Regions from separate parts of the Mus musculus genome. Here region 1 is linked to region 2. The links are chromatin contacts, called in public promoter capture Hi-C maps. All regions are on one chromosome and are shown on one strand. The core of a region is the stretch at or near the end of the contact, and the rest is flanking DNA. Distances in the headings are between cores, read along the strand shown. Region 1 holds the start of H4c18 (H4 clustered histone 18). Region 2 holds the start of H4c12 (H4 clustered histone 12).

Region 1 (6,923 bases), core at 3,297-5,796, 82 kb before region 2:
TAGGAGGTGAGGCCTTTTGCACACTTCTAGTTTCTGTGGATAAACACATAACAAGACACTGTGTCAAAAGTGGGGTAGGAGGCAGGAGAAGAAACAAATTTATTTAATATTCTTCTGTCATTAGGGAACTCACGGTCCCTGCGCAGGTTCTTGATTTCATCTATAAAAGTATTTTAAAGTTGACTCAGAAGGGAACTCTATGAAATTTGATTGACTTTTGAGACAGGAAACACCAGGTTTGGCAGCTATAGGGAAGGGAGACAAGATAAGTAAAAAACAAAACAAAACAACCAACCAAACAAACCAACCCCAGACACCTTTAAAGGCTCACCAGTGGAAGTCTGTCTGGGTGAGCTGGAGGGTTTCATTAAGGGGACAGAAGGCCCTTTAATGGGTCAGGCCAAGGGGGTTGGGATTTTGATTCCTGACAGGAAAAGGACGACTTACCAGCGAGTGTAAGCCATTTTGTTGAGGGAGGGGCTTTTCCTGGTACCTATCTCCTAAAGGGGTTACTTTCGAATTCACGAAAACATACACAGGTACACGGTGCTACTACTTGTAACTACTTGTCACTGTCTGTGTCTTGAAGACACTCATCACAGATCAACCTTTAGACAGGCGGTGATGACACTCGGTGGCGACGAGCAAGCGTTCTGAAAGTTCTTAAGCCAGTTTCCACTCATTAGCCGTGCAAACTCAAGCAATTTCTTAACTGTCACTGAACACGTGCCTTGCGACCTGTAGTATAGGCACAAGTGTTAATTTACCTTAAAAGGATGCAAGGAAAAGAAAATGACTCAAACTGGGGGTAGTGGCACTCACCTTTAATCCCAGCACTCAGGTGGATCTCTGAGTTCAAGGGCAGTCTGATCTACAGAGTGAGTTCCAGGAGAGCCAGGGCTACACAGAGAAATTTTGTCTTGAAAAACTAAAACAAAACAAAAAAGAAAAAGAAATGACTTAATTACTATAAAGGACTTTAAAAAGCATCATATAGCATAAGAATGAATAACTAGCTGAGCGGTGGTGGTGCACGCCTTTAATCCCAGCACTTGGGAGGCAGAGGCAGGCGGATTTCTGAGTTCGAGGCCAGCCTGGTCTACAGAGTGAGTTCCAGGACAAAAAGGGCTATACAGAGAAACCCTGTCTCGAAAAAAAAAAAAAAAAAAAAAAAAAAAAAAAAAAAAAAAACCAAAACCAAAACCAACCAACCAAACAAAAAACGAACAAAAATAAATACATAAATAAATAAACAAATAAAAATAAAACATAAGAAATAAAAAATTAAAAAAAAAGGTTCAGGTGACAAATATTAAAAAAAAAGAATAAATAACTATTGTGAAAAGTTACCTTGGTGTGTGTTTTTCCACCAAACACAAGGCTGTATTATTGTAATTTGCTATCCAACAGATTACTTCTGGTCTTTTGAATCACAAACTATGCTGGGGAAAGAACCAAAACAGGTAACTAAGTGTGGGGCGGAGCCTGGAAGGAAGGCTAACAGCACTGGGTGCACATTTTACACATTTTGCAGAACCAGTAAATTTCCACCTGTAGAAATTCAGGCTGTAAAAGATATTTCCATATTTAACCACAAACGGATATTACTCAATTTTCCTTCAAAGTTTTGCCAATTTACAGGGTATGACTTTGCATTCTTATCCTAAGCTTACTAGGGAAATAATAGATATTGAAAGCAATGTTAAGTTTAGGAAAACACAGGCGGCTTTGGTGAGAAAAAAATTAAATCTCTTGCTTTAGTATCGTGAGGAATCATGAGTTGGAAAAGTGAGATGATAAGTTATTGGTCCTTTTGAAATGAAACCTGTGATGTCACTTGGTGTGTGATGTGCAGCACATTCGTTCTACAGATGCATATCCAGTCGATACTAAAGCTGGGGCCTAAGGTTAGTCTTTCCATTCCTAAGCCAACCTAAGTTGCAAACGGAATCTCTTCAGTTTTCACAGATGCAACTTGCTAGGTAGCAATCGGAAAAAGCATCTTGATGGATCTTTTCTTGCCTAAAACACTGACATCCCTGAGCATGTTCTTACCCTAGGAATAGACATCCAACGGGCCAACTCGTTCATTCCCTGGTCGAGCCTAGAGCAAATAGGGCAGGAATACACGGACAGGATATCCCTGTATGCTCAAGAAGTCAGACAAAAGTATTGATCCTTCAGGACAGTTCCGATGCCTTTCGCTGGGCATGCCCGATAAGGAGAATGACCACAATCGCCTTCTTTGACTTACCCTTTTGTTTAGATGAGGCTTGCTAATTGGTTTTTAATTACGTCTACCAGCTAAACCTGAAGACCAGGAACTTACCACATACTTCCTCCCCATTCTTTGTTCTCCTTCGCCTCTTTGGACAGGTAAACAAGGCGGAAGAGGCTCTCGGCAAAACACTAGGAGCTGCTTCTAAGGTGCCTGCGAACCGGGACAGGGCACCCGCACCCACACAAGAAACACATCTCCCACGTCCACTACCCCAAAGTGAAAGGAACCTGCATGTGTAACAGCTTTTTACGCTGAAAGTGTAGGTGGCTCTGAAAAGAGCCTTTGGGTTAGGAGTGTGAGTTAAAGGAACTCACTTGGAGCTGGTGTACTTGGTGACGGCCTTGGTGCCCTCCGACACCGCGTGCTTGGCCAGCTCCCCGGGCAGCAGCAGGCGCACGGCCGTCTGGATCTCCCGGGACGTGATGGTCGAGCGCTTGTTGTAATGCGCCAGGCGGGACGCCTCGCTCGCGATGCGCTCGAAGATGTCGTTCACGAACGAGTTCATGATGCCCATGGCCTTGGAGGAGATGCCGGTGTCGGGGTGCACTTGCTTCAGCACCTTGTACACGTACACCGAGTAGCTCTCCTTGCGGCTGCGCTTGCGCTTCTTGCCGTCCTTCTTCTGGGCCTTGGTGACGGCCTTCTTGGAGCCCTTCTTCGGGGCGGGAGCGGACTTCGCAGGCTCAGGCATGATGAGACTGGAACTCTGGAACTCTAGCACGGAAGCGACTTGGTCCTGTCTATTTGATGAGGTCTTATTCAAATGAGGCATGGGATCGGGCGCCTATGATTGGTTCATGATATACATGGCGACATCCGAAGTCTTGTCCAATTGACGTGCGCCCGCGAATGCTTCCCATTCGTCTAGAAGAAAAGAAGAAGTCAGCCAATCGCATAGGCCCTTTTTTGCGCCCAGAGAAAACTATAAGGGCCAAGCTCTTGCTCTTTGCAAGCGTACGGTTTTCAGAAGCTGTCTACTTTCTACCATGTCTGGACGCGGCAAGCAGGGTGGCAAGGCTCGCGCCAAGGCCAAGACCCGCTCCTCCCGGGCCGGCCTGCAGTTCCCCGTGGGCCGCGTGCACCGGCTGCTCCGCAAGGGCAACTACTCGGAGCGCGTGGGCGCCGGCGCCCCGGTCTACCTGGCGGCCGTGCTGGAGTACCTGACGGCCGAGATCCTGGAGCTGGCGGGCAACGCGGCCCGCGACAACAAGAAGACGCGCATCATCCCGCGCCACCTGCAGCTGGCCATCCGCAACGACGAGGAGCTCAACAAGCTGCTGGGCCGCGTGACCATCGCGCAGGGCGGCGTCCTGCCCAACATCCAGGCCGTGCTGCTGCCCAAGAAGACCGAGAGCCACCACAAGGCCAAGGGAAAATAAGACCAGCCGTTCACTCACCCGAAAAGAAAAAAAAAAAAGGCTCTTTTCAGAGCCATCCACAGTGTCTTTTAAAGAACTGAATACTTACGTAAATCGATGTCATTTTGTATGCGGTTTAGAGGTGAGGGTTTTAGAACCAGAATTGAAGACAAACGTTGTGGTTTCTGCCCAAGAGAGACTGGCATACATGAACCCAATATAAATGAACTAATTTCCCTTTGAACTACGGTGTTAAGTACTGAAAACTGGCCACTTTTCATGCTTAGGGATCTTTGTAAGCATGAAAAGTAGCTCCGTGTCTTGTTTTCCTTTCGTGTTTCCAGATGGGGATTGAGTCTCCCTAGATGTCCTAGAACTCCAGGCCAGTCCAGCCTTCAACTCCTATTAGCCTGCCCCTGCCCCTGCCCCTGCCTCCCTAGTGTAGAGTTTAAAGGCATGTGCCATCACCGCCATTTGCCATGTGGTTGGGAGCGAGGGGGCATACATTATTCAGACCTAGAACCTCGTCTTTAGAGTTGGTGTACTTACTCCTACATAGTGTTACTGTAAAAGCGACATGTTTTTCCTTTGTATACTATAACTTTTGTTCCATAAGGACGTAGTGATCACATTTAATGAACAAGGTAAAGGCGTGCACGTATGAGTGCGCACCTGCATCTTGCGTTGTTTGATGCACGTAAGTTTAAAAAAAAAAAAAGAAAAAAACTGCTAACGAAAACCTGTAGTGCAGGGAGTTGATGAAATTAGCTTCCTTTCCATATAAAAACCTATTGTGTTAAATTTGCTCTAAGCCCTTCCCCCGGCCACACCCACTTACACTGAGCTCCTGTTTTCACTCCGGTCCGCAAGTTCCCTATAAGAGGGGCCGGCCTTCTCCAGAAGGCCGTCTGCTTCGTCTTAGAGCAGTACAGTTTTGTCTTCATCATGTCTGGTCGTGGCAAAGGAGGAAAAGGCCTGGGCAAAGGCGGCGCCAAGCGCCACCGCAAAGTGCTGCGCGATAACATCCAGGGCATCACGAAGCCCGCCATCCGCCGCCTGGCCCGGCGCGGAGGAGTGAAGCGCATCTCCGGCCTCATCTACGAGGAGACCCGCGGTGTGCTGAAGGTGTTCCTGGAGAACGTGATCCGCGACGCCGTCACCTACACGGAGCACGCCAAGCGCAAGACTGTCACCGCCATGGACGTGGTCTACGCGCTCAAGCGCCAGGGCCGCACCCTCTACGGATTCGGCGGCTAATTATGCTCACCTAGAGCTTCTTTCTCAACTAAAGGCCCTTTTCAGGGCCATCCAATTAATCCTCCAAAGGGTTGCAACATTGCAGTACGGGCGGGCAAGTTTTCCTAATGAGGCTCTTTCCAGCTACTTCTCGGGGGACGGGGGGGGAAGGCGACGAGGGCAGTCTTTTTCAGGGTGAGCCCTCCGTCGTGTCACGTGTGTCCTGGAATTTGGACGGCTCCTTTGAGAGGAGGCAGAGCTCAGGCGCTGAGCAGTAGGAACTCCCATGCCCCGTCCCACCCCTGCCTCCTACGTAGAGGTTTGCTTCAGGACTACCACGTTCCAAAAGACTTAACTTTCTGTGGCCTCGATGTACCTTGCTCTCTAGCTTATGTGGCTGTGATGGTAAATACAGCCAGAGCTATGAAGCAGGAAGGCACAGTCTGTGGGGTTTTTTTTTTTTTTTTTTGGTTTTTCGAGACAGGGTTTCTCTGTGTAGTCCTGGCTGTCCTGGAACTCACTTTGTAGATCAGGCTGACTTCAAACTCAGAAGTCCGCCTGCCTCTGCCTCTGCCTCTCTCTCTGCCTCTGTGCCTCTCTGCGCCTCTGCCTCTGCCGGGTAAGGCCAGTCTTAAGCCAAAATAAAGAAAAGAACCCAGAGATTCCTGTTTCTTACATTCTGATGTAGTGAAACATCATTAAATCGATGTAGCAAAGGAAAATTTAAAGTTTGTTTTTATTTACTACTTGCTGGGCATGGTGGTAAACCCAGCATTTGGGAGGCAGAGCAGGAAGATCTCCGAGTTTGAGGTCTATGAAGCGAGTATCAGGACAGTCGAGCAAAGAGACCCTGTCTCAAAACAATTTTTTTTTTTTTTTTTTTGGTCTGTGTTTCTGTAGGCAGGTGTCCATAGAGACAAGAACGGGGTGACAGATCCCTTAGAGCTTAAGTGACAGAAGGCTATGACAGAAGGCTACCTGACCCATTTTTACAGTGGATAACAAAGTACTCATTCCTTCACTTATTAAAACCATGTCAAGCTAGCCTGGAATCTATAAGTAGCCAATGCTCACCTTGAAGTTTTTTTGGTTTTTTGAGACAGGGTTTCTCTGTGTAGTCCTGGCTGTCCTGGAACTCACTTTGTAGACCAGGCTGGCCTCGTAATCAGAAATCTGCCTGTCTCTGCTTCCCAAGTGCTGGGATTAAAGGCGAGCGCCACCACCGCCCGGACCCACCTTGAAGTTTTAAGCATTTTTATTTTTATGTGGTTAAGCCCATGGTTACTAGAGCCACTGGAGCTCCTGGAATTAGAGATACAGGCAGTTGTGAGACCCCCTTCCTCTCCAAAGGTGCTGGGGATTTAACTTGGGTCATCGCAGAGAACAATGCAAGTTCTTAACTACTACAGGCCACAACCTTAGAATCTTGACCCTCCTGCTTCTTCCTTCAGAGTGCTAGGATTACCACCGTGAGCCGGCGTACCCAGCGTACATGGCCTATGCAGCTCTGAATATCCAACTCAGACCTTCATGTATGCTAGGTAGGCAGACACTGCCACTTGAGCCTGGTGACACATACATACTCATAGTAAAGAGCAATATAAAAAATGCAAGCAGATTAAATTTGCTCTCGTGGTTTGGGCTTTGTTATTGTTGTTCATTGCCTTGGTTGCAATACATTTGGGGGACAACCAGAAACCCTGGGAAGTCAGTCGATGTCTGTCTGCGCTGCTCGTCCTGTATTACCTAACTGGAGAACACGACTCTACTTCACTACGATAATACACTTTATTCAGTAAATTAACAAGACAGATCCTGCTGTTGTCAAGAAAGGATTCTTCATGTCCATGGACTTATCAAAGGGTCCGTACCACAAAACACTGACCCGACACTGAGTTTTCCCGAGGCATCAAAGTAAGACTCTGAGAGAAATTCATCAAACTCAGTCTTTGAAATAGTCTTAGGTTTTGTAGGTCATAAGAGAGACGGCTTCAGCCCAAATCACTTTATTTCTTTAGGAAGGAGCAGGTTCTTCCACACCTGAGCTC
Region 2 (6,696 bases), core at 599-3,098:
CTTATACATCCTGTTGGACCTCCCAGCCTGCTTGGTGTCCTATAGTCAAATCTTCAAGTTCCACAGTATTCAAATGACAAATTTGAAACAGAGGAATAAGAAACCCTTCCTTTGTCACTTTTTATTGTTAATTGTCTTTTTCTCATGAGACTTCCTCATAGAAAGCAGAGACATGGGAGCACCTCCAGAACACCTGGAGAAAAGTCCCAGCATACGGGTTCAAGCCAAACTCATCATTTTATCTGGGTTCCTAAAATAGCCATTGGCTTTCTTTCAGGATTCACAGGCACTGAAGCCAGTCTTCAGTGTAGTCCTTGTTTTCTCTACTGAGCGGAGATGACAGGCTCTTAACTGTGCCTCTTCACAGCTCTCTGGTACAGCCCTAATACTCTTCATGGTTTATCCTTTCCCACCTTTCTGACTTTGACTTGCGTCATCATCCCTGCATAGTTGAAACACACACACACACACACACACACACACACACACACACACACACACACACACACAGAGACAGATAGAAAAACAAAACCAAAAAATCCACTCACCTCTCACCTGAAAGGGAATAAGAAACAGTGTATACTAGAGGTTTCTCCAAATTTCATGTTCCAACATGGAAGGAGTCTTATGAAGTTATAAAACAAAGTAAAGATAGGTTTAAACATATTGGAGAGATGTGCAGCAATGTGGGAGAAACTTTTCTACAGATCCCAGATACTATCTGATGACTTTCTTGCCTTTTGGATTGGTGGAAACTACTGATCTGCTATGTTGAGGTTACAAATGAGGTTTTTATCTATTAGTCACAAACTGTTAGACATAGAGGACCACATTCAGAGCATAAAGTGTGACCAAGAAGACAACCAGCATTAGAACCTGTGACACTCCAATTTCACTGTTTTCATACCTCTCATATATGTAGTTCCTGTCAATCAACCAGTTTTTGTAAATATAGTTTTTCCATCAATTTTCTTGACAGATCCTAATTTAGTAGATGTGGGGGAAAAGTTTCAGGAGATTAAAAAAAAGTGTTTTTCATTATACTTGTACTGTACAGAGAGTATTAGTACAGAGCATAGTAGTCACAGATGAACCCCTGTCTTCAAATATTTTGTTCAGACTTCACAAACCCACTTGGATATTTTCTTGAAAATATTAGTGAAAGTCAATTAAATAAAAAAAATCTTTGAGAAATGAGGTTGGCAATAAGAGCGATGAAATGTCAATATAGATAAGCTTAAATTTAATATGGTCACAATAGAAATATCAGAAGTGACCGTAAGTATAGTGATGAAAAATTCACTTAACGGTGAAAAATGACTTTAAACTTAAAATGATTCACCAAGCGATGCAGATGAGTAATACCGATTGGTGCTTTTATGAAAAGTTCTCAAGAGAATAATACAGGTATTATGAGGCTTTTTGTAAGTTTGAACTAAAAAAACCCAAAAAACCAAAAACAAAAAACATTTGAAATGTGGTTACAATAGAGAAGGAACACAAGGTAATTCAGAGCACGGTTTGCACGTTGGAAAGTGTGTACTGAGCACCAAAGCGCCTTAGCAGCCGCCTGCAGTGTCCTCTCTGGACGGGGTTACGGGTTGTTAAGGGGCCGCTTGGCTTTCTGTATTTTGTACAGTCAGTGTACTGATTGTGCGCTCGATTCTCCAAACTCTTAAAAGGGCGTGAGGAGCTAGTTCCCTCAGAAAGCTCGGACAGGGAAACAAAAGGCGCCCTTTTTCTTTTTGGTAAGTCTTCCCCTCCCCCACAGCTGCGGGCGCAACTTCCCGCCTCTTCCCTGCAGGTTCTCATTTCGGTCCGCCCGCCGCAGTATAAAAAGGCGGCGCTCAGGCTCCCTGTCAGCATCTCTGTTCTGAGCTGTCCTGAGTGCAGTCATGTCTGGCAGAGGTAAGGGCGGGAAAGGGCTCGGTAAAGGTGGCGCCAAGCGCCACCGCAAAGTGCTGCGCGATAACATCCAGGGCATCACCAAGCCCGCCATCCGCCGCCTGGCCCGGCGCGGGGGAGTGAAGCGCATCTCCGGCCTCATCTACGAGGAGACCCGCGGTGTGCTGAAGGTGTTCCTGGAGAACGTGATCCGCGACGCCGTCACCTACACGGAGCACGCCAAGCGCAAGACCGTCACCGCCATGGACGTGGTCTACGCGCTCAAGCGCCAGGGCCGCACCCTCTACGGATTCGGAGGCTAAGTCTTTGTCTTTTATTTCTGCTACAAAAGGCCCTTTTCAGGGCCACCCACTTAATTCTTTGAAGCGCTGTACTCATGTCAGAAGGGTTAGAAAGTCCTCATGACCAAGAATACAAGTAATGTCTCTGACATGGGTGACCTACTTTGTAATGGTCAGCTTTCACATTTTTGTGTAAAGTGAACTAATTGGTGTATCAGAGAGTTTTAACACGTCAATTAGTAAATGCCATTTTCCTGGCTTTGTGCTTAAGACATGATCTTTTCTGTGATCTCACTTATCGGTATAATTGACAGTATTACATCACACACACACACACACACACACACACCAGCTGGTTCTCTAGCTCTCTAGTACAGATATGCCATAGAGGGGGGGGGGGGGCTTTTGAGTTTTAGGAGTAGTGCTGGAGATTGAATTCATTCTGTAGATACAACATTACCAGCATCCCATAACCTTCTGTTTGCCATTGCTGGCCTCAAACCTGTGATCTTTCTGCCTCTGCCTCAGAAGTAGCCAGTATTGCTCCCAGATCATGCTTCAGAGCTGATTGTTTTTCCCTCCCAGCAACTCTGATTTCAGAGTCGCTGAGTGGTTTTGCCCAAACTATGACTTATTAGAACTTCCTGTGGGTTGCTGGTCTTTCAGGCAACATTGAAACCCCAATGTTTGACAATGTCTTTTCATTGTCCGCATTTGGTGAGTTCTAACACATCATTTGCCTGTAGAACTTTTAAGTCACAAACTATTTCTTTCCACACTCCTTTGGAGATCCCATCCACTGGGTCATTAAATAGTATCTGTTCCTTAATGACTTCTAATTTTATATTTGTAGCTTAAGTTTTCTTATTTAGCTTCTGAATGTTTAGTAGCCTAAGGCTAATAAATACAACACAGTGTCCTAACAGGACACTGCAACCAGTATCCTTTCTCTTTTACATGAAAATGAAAGCACAATTAAGCACCAACAAAACAGCTCAACCACTGAGGGATATCTTATTCTCCATAACAATATATAACCACCCAAATGCACCACAAAGCAAGCACTTCAATGGTGTACAGCAACTTGGATAAAATTTATATGCAAATATAGTTTATTAAATTTATTATGGCTGGAGTAGTGGCTCAAAGGTTAAGAGCAATTGATATTCTTTAGGATAAGAGTTCACTTCCTGGTACCCACTATGAGCAACTCATAACTCACTAACTCCAACTAAAGAATATCTGATTCCCTCATCTGACTTCTACATCATCGATGTCCACATCACTCTTTTTCTTAAATAAATAATACAAAATTTGAATCAATTTAAATGCAAATCCTACTGCAAAGAAAAAGAAGTGGAGCAAGATTTTATTTATTAATTTTTTGTTTTGTTTTTTGTTTTTGTTTTCTTTATCTTTTTGAGATACCCCCAGCTGGCCTTGAATTCCTGACTTAGTTTTCTGATTTAATCTTTGGAGTGCCAGAATTACAACATATAACATCTCTGGCTTATTTTTCTTACTGCTGCATCAGGCTTCTTCATTGGTTATGAAGACAAGTGTCCCAGTTTGGACAAAGTGGAAAGTAGCTGGACCAATGACTCCAGTAAGCAGAAAAATTGGCCTGGACTGTCGTGGCTCAACCTAAACTCCTTGAATACTCTGACGTTTTATTGGTAGTTTTGCAACTAAATGCGCCTAGTTCTAGAATGAATAGCACCATTAAATGGCTGGACTTAGGCATTTCATATACGAAATATATTTAGGATATCATGAATTTTAGCATTCAGGTATTTTATGTTTAAATAGTACATCACATATACCATCAGTCTCTTGGATCTTTATCCCTTTATGTGCATTAACACAACAGCACAGTTTGCTCCATATCTATATCAAACACACTTTAGGATCTTGTTTTACCTATCATGTCTGTAATTTCAAATATACCAGAAAGTTACATTTATAATGCAAGGATAACAAGACCATGAATTTCTCTAAGTATGGTTCACCTCTGGAAAAGATGCTTAATGATATGGTATAAAAAATCTAATGTTTACTTCTGCTGTATTTCAATGATAAAGTTATCAAAAGTTAAAGTTAAAGAACATAAAAGAACATACTTTTTTTAAAATATAAAAAAATAAAAAATTTTAAAATAACTTTATACTTGTGAAATGGAACTTAATAGAATATTTTGTAGAAAATCTGCTCACTCTTTTGTGTTGTTTTATGAACAGGGATGAAAATATGAATCCCATTTTCTACAAAGCTATTATACTTAAGTATTTGTGCTAATATTGTTAGATGTGTAATCGAATATTTTTGTAAAGTTTCAGAAGATAGTTTGCAAAAGCAACAGAGTGTGCCAGATAACAACACATCTGTGGATAGAAGAGCACAGTGGATTTGGCACATTCAGTCCAAAATAATTGTTGCTGTGTTATCTTGAATGAAAAACTGGGCTTTGGTTACGGCATAGAAAATCTAAAACCAGTCCAGGGGCTGTGTGGCAAGTGTCTTTCTTAGGCATTGCCTCCCTCAGGATGAACTCGAGTGTTTCGAGTATCAGACCCTCAGCCTGTTTGTTTCAGTCCCAGGTCTCTGGCATTGCAGATCTTTGTTGTGCATGACCTTCAGAGACAGACAGCTCATTGGAACTCTTCCAAAACCTGGGCCTACCCTCAGCATCTGTACCTCTCCTACCCTGTAACCTACCTACTGTCTGAAGTCTTTGGCCGCATCGTCATGCTGCTGCATTCAAGTTCTGATGCCTCTGGAAAAACTGGTTGTCAGTCTGAACTTTGTGTCATGGTTCTTTGACAAGTGTATGGAAAGGAAGAACTGTTTGTTTTTGACAAAATAGAATATGCCTTGCAAGAAATTACATCAATATGAGGAAGGGTAATGTTGTGTACTAGATATTACAGGATCAAAATTATGGATAGTGTTAAAATCAAAGAGGCTTCTAGTACATCCCCAGACGAGTTGGCTATGACTGCAGTCAAATAATCATAACATACATAAGGACAAAACCAGTCTGTTGGCATTTTTGTGTTTCACTTTTGTAATAAGGAATATAAAATGTTTTATCTTAAAACATATTTTGAAATAGTTGGTAAACCTTCATATTGATGAAATTCTATTTGTTAACAAGGGGTGTACAGTTTTCTCAATTTTCTATAAACAATGTATAATAGTAGTTTTCACAATTGTATATGACTATTCCCAAATTGTTTTCTATAAACTAAGGAAACAATATGTGGCCTGTGCTTAACTTGGTAAACTTCAAAAAGATCCATTATAACCAACACTTTAATGCTTTCTTTCTCAAAATGTATCCTTTAACTGGAAAAATATTAACAATAAAGAGTTTAGTCATGTATCCCTAAGTAACAGTGGGGGCCAGCCCTGGAGGATCTTCTTTCTTGTGTTTCTTCTTGAGGCAGTGGAGGGGGAAGAGTGTTGGCAGGGGTTGAATTTACTTTTACAAGATATTGGGTTAAGAACTGGTCTTATGAGATACTTAGGGTTGCTGTATAATAATAACAATATTTACTTATCTAAGTCTAAGTCACTTTGCTACTGTACCAGACCTGCCCGAGTCCCTTTGAGACCAGCAACTTCAGTCTCTGGGATGTAGCACCTTACTTTAAAACAGCAATGTATTAAGAAAAGGATTACTTGCTAGAGCCTGTTCCCTTTTGAACAGATGCCTCTTGCTTGTCAGGCTAGAGGGACGTTTGGAGGAATAATCTTCTGAACCAGGAGAAGAGAATCAGGCTCACAGAAGGAAAAACTTTTACATGAGCAAATATGTATAAACTCACATAAATTCATATACAGATTAACACATGCATATTTATATATTGCCATTTAAACCAGTTAGGCCCAGCTTGTACACATTCTCATACTTATATACTTATACACACACACACACACACACACACACACACACACACACACCACACACACACACAAACAGACACACACACACACACACACACACCACACCACACACACACACCACACACCACACCACACACACACACACATACACACACACACACACACACACACACACACACACACACACACACACGCATCCATACTTATATCCATTTGGAGCAAAAGACCAAGTGCCAGTGCAGAAAAGATTCACTCTTTCTGGATGGAAAATGAGCTTCAGTCTTTATTGCATAGAGAAAGAAAAAGCTTCTTCCCTTTTATTGCTAAATGAACTAAGCTCAGGTCTGTAAGAAGACAGCATTGTTCTCTTTAGTAAGTCTACGTCTGCCTTGTTGTTAAGAAAAGAAAGGGCTGGTCTCTCCCATGATAAGGAGAAGCCTGCCTTCTCCTGCTTTCTCTGCACTTTCTTCTCTTTTACTTTTTCCCTCTGAATTCCGCATATTGCTCTTTTAGTTTCTTCTGCTACCTGATAGTTCCTAAGGTTCTGTTCTGCATTCCCCTTCTAATCTTGCTCTCCCCTCCTGCTCTGAGGTCACAATAATGT

What was found. Capture Hi-C pulls out chosen DNA fragments and counts their contacts.
Region 1: a promoter capture Hi-C map of liver shows a contact between it and region 2. The contact joins the promoter of H4c18 here to the promoter of H4c12 in region 2. A contact is called at or near these places in 2 of 39 promoter capture datasets (embryonic stem cells and macrophages), 5 of 115 datasets of contacts at active chromatin or transcription factors (the SCID.adh cell line, embryonic stem cells, epiblast stem cells and 1 more) and 3 of 9 other capture datasets (adipose tissue, liver and pancreatic islet).

The regions. Positions count from the first base shown.
Region 1 is chr13:21,829,820-21,836,742 of GRCm38.p6, reverse strand. It overlaps H4c18 (H4 clustered histone 18), which reads left to right and starts at 4,546. Exons shown (of 1, transcript NM_175657.3): 1 at 4,546-4,951. The coding sequence starts at 4,585. The coding sequence ends at 4,896. It overlaps H2ac24 (H2A clustered histone 24), which reads left to right and starts at 3,268. Exons shown (of 1, transcript NM_178185.2): 1 at 3,268-3,719. The coding sequence starts at 3,268. The coding sequence ends at 3,660. It overlaps H4bc24 (H2B clustered histone 24), which reads right to left and starts at 3,000. Exons shown (of 2, transcript NM_001110555.1): 1 at 2,596-3,000; 2 at 1-928. The coding sequence starts at 2,972. The coding sequence ends at 901.
Region 2 is chr13:21,745,705-21,752,400 of GRCm38.p6, reverse strand. H4c12 (H4 clustered histone 12) reads left to right here and starts at 1,848. Exons shown (of 1, transcript NM_178211.2): 1 at 1,848-2,256. The coding sequence starts at 1,896. The coding sequence ends at 2,207.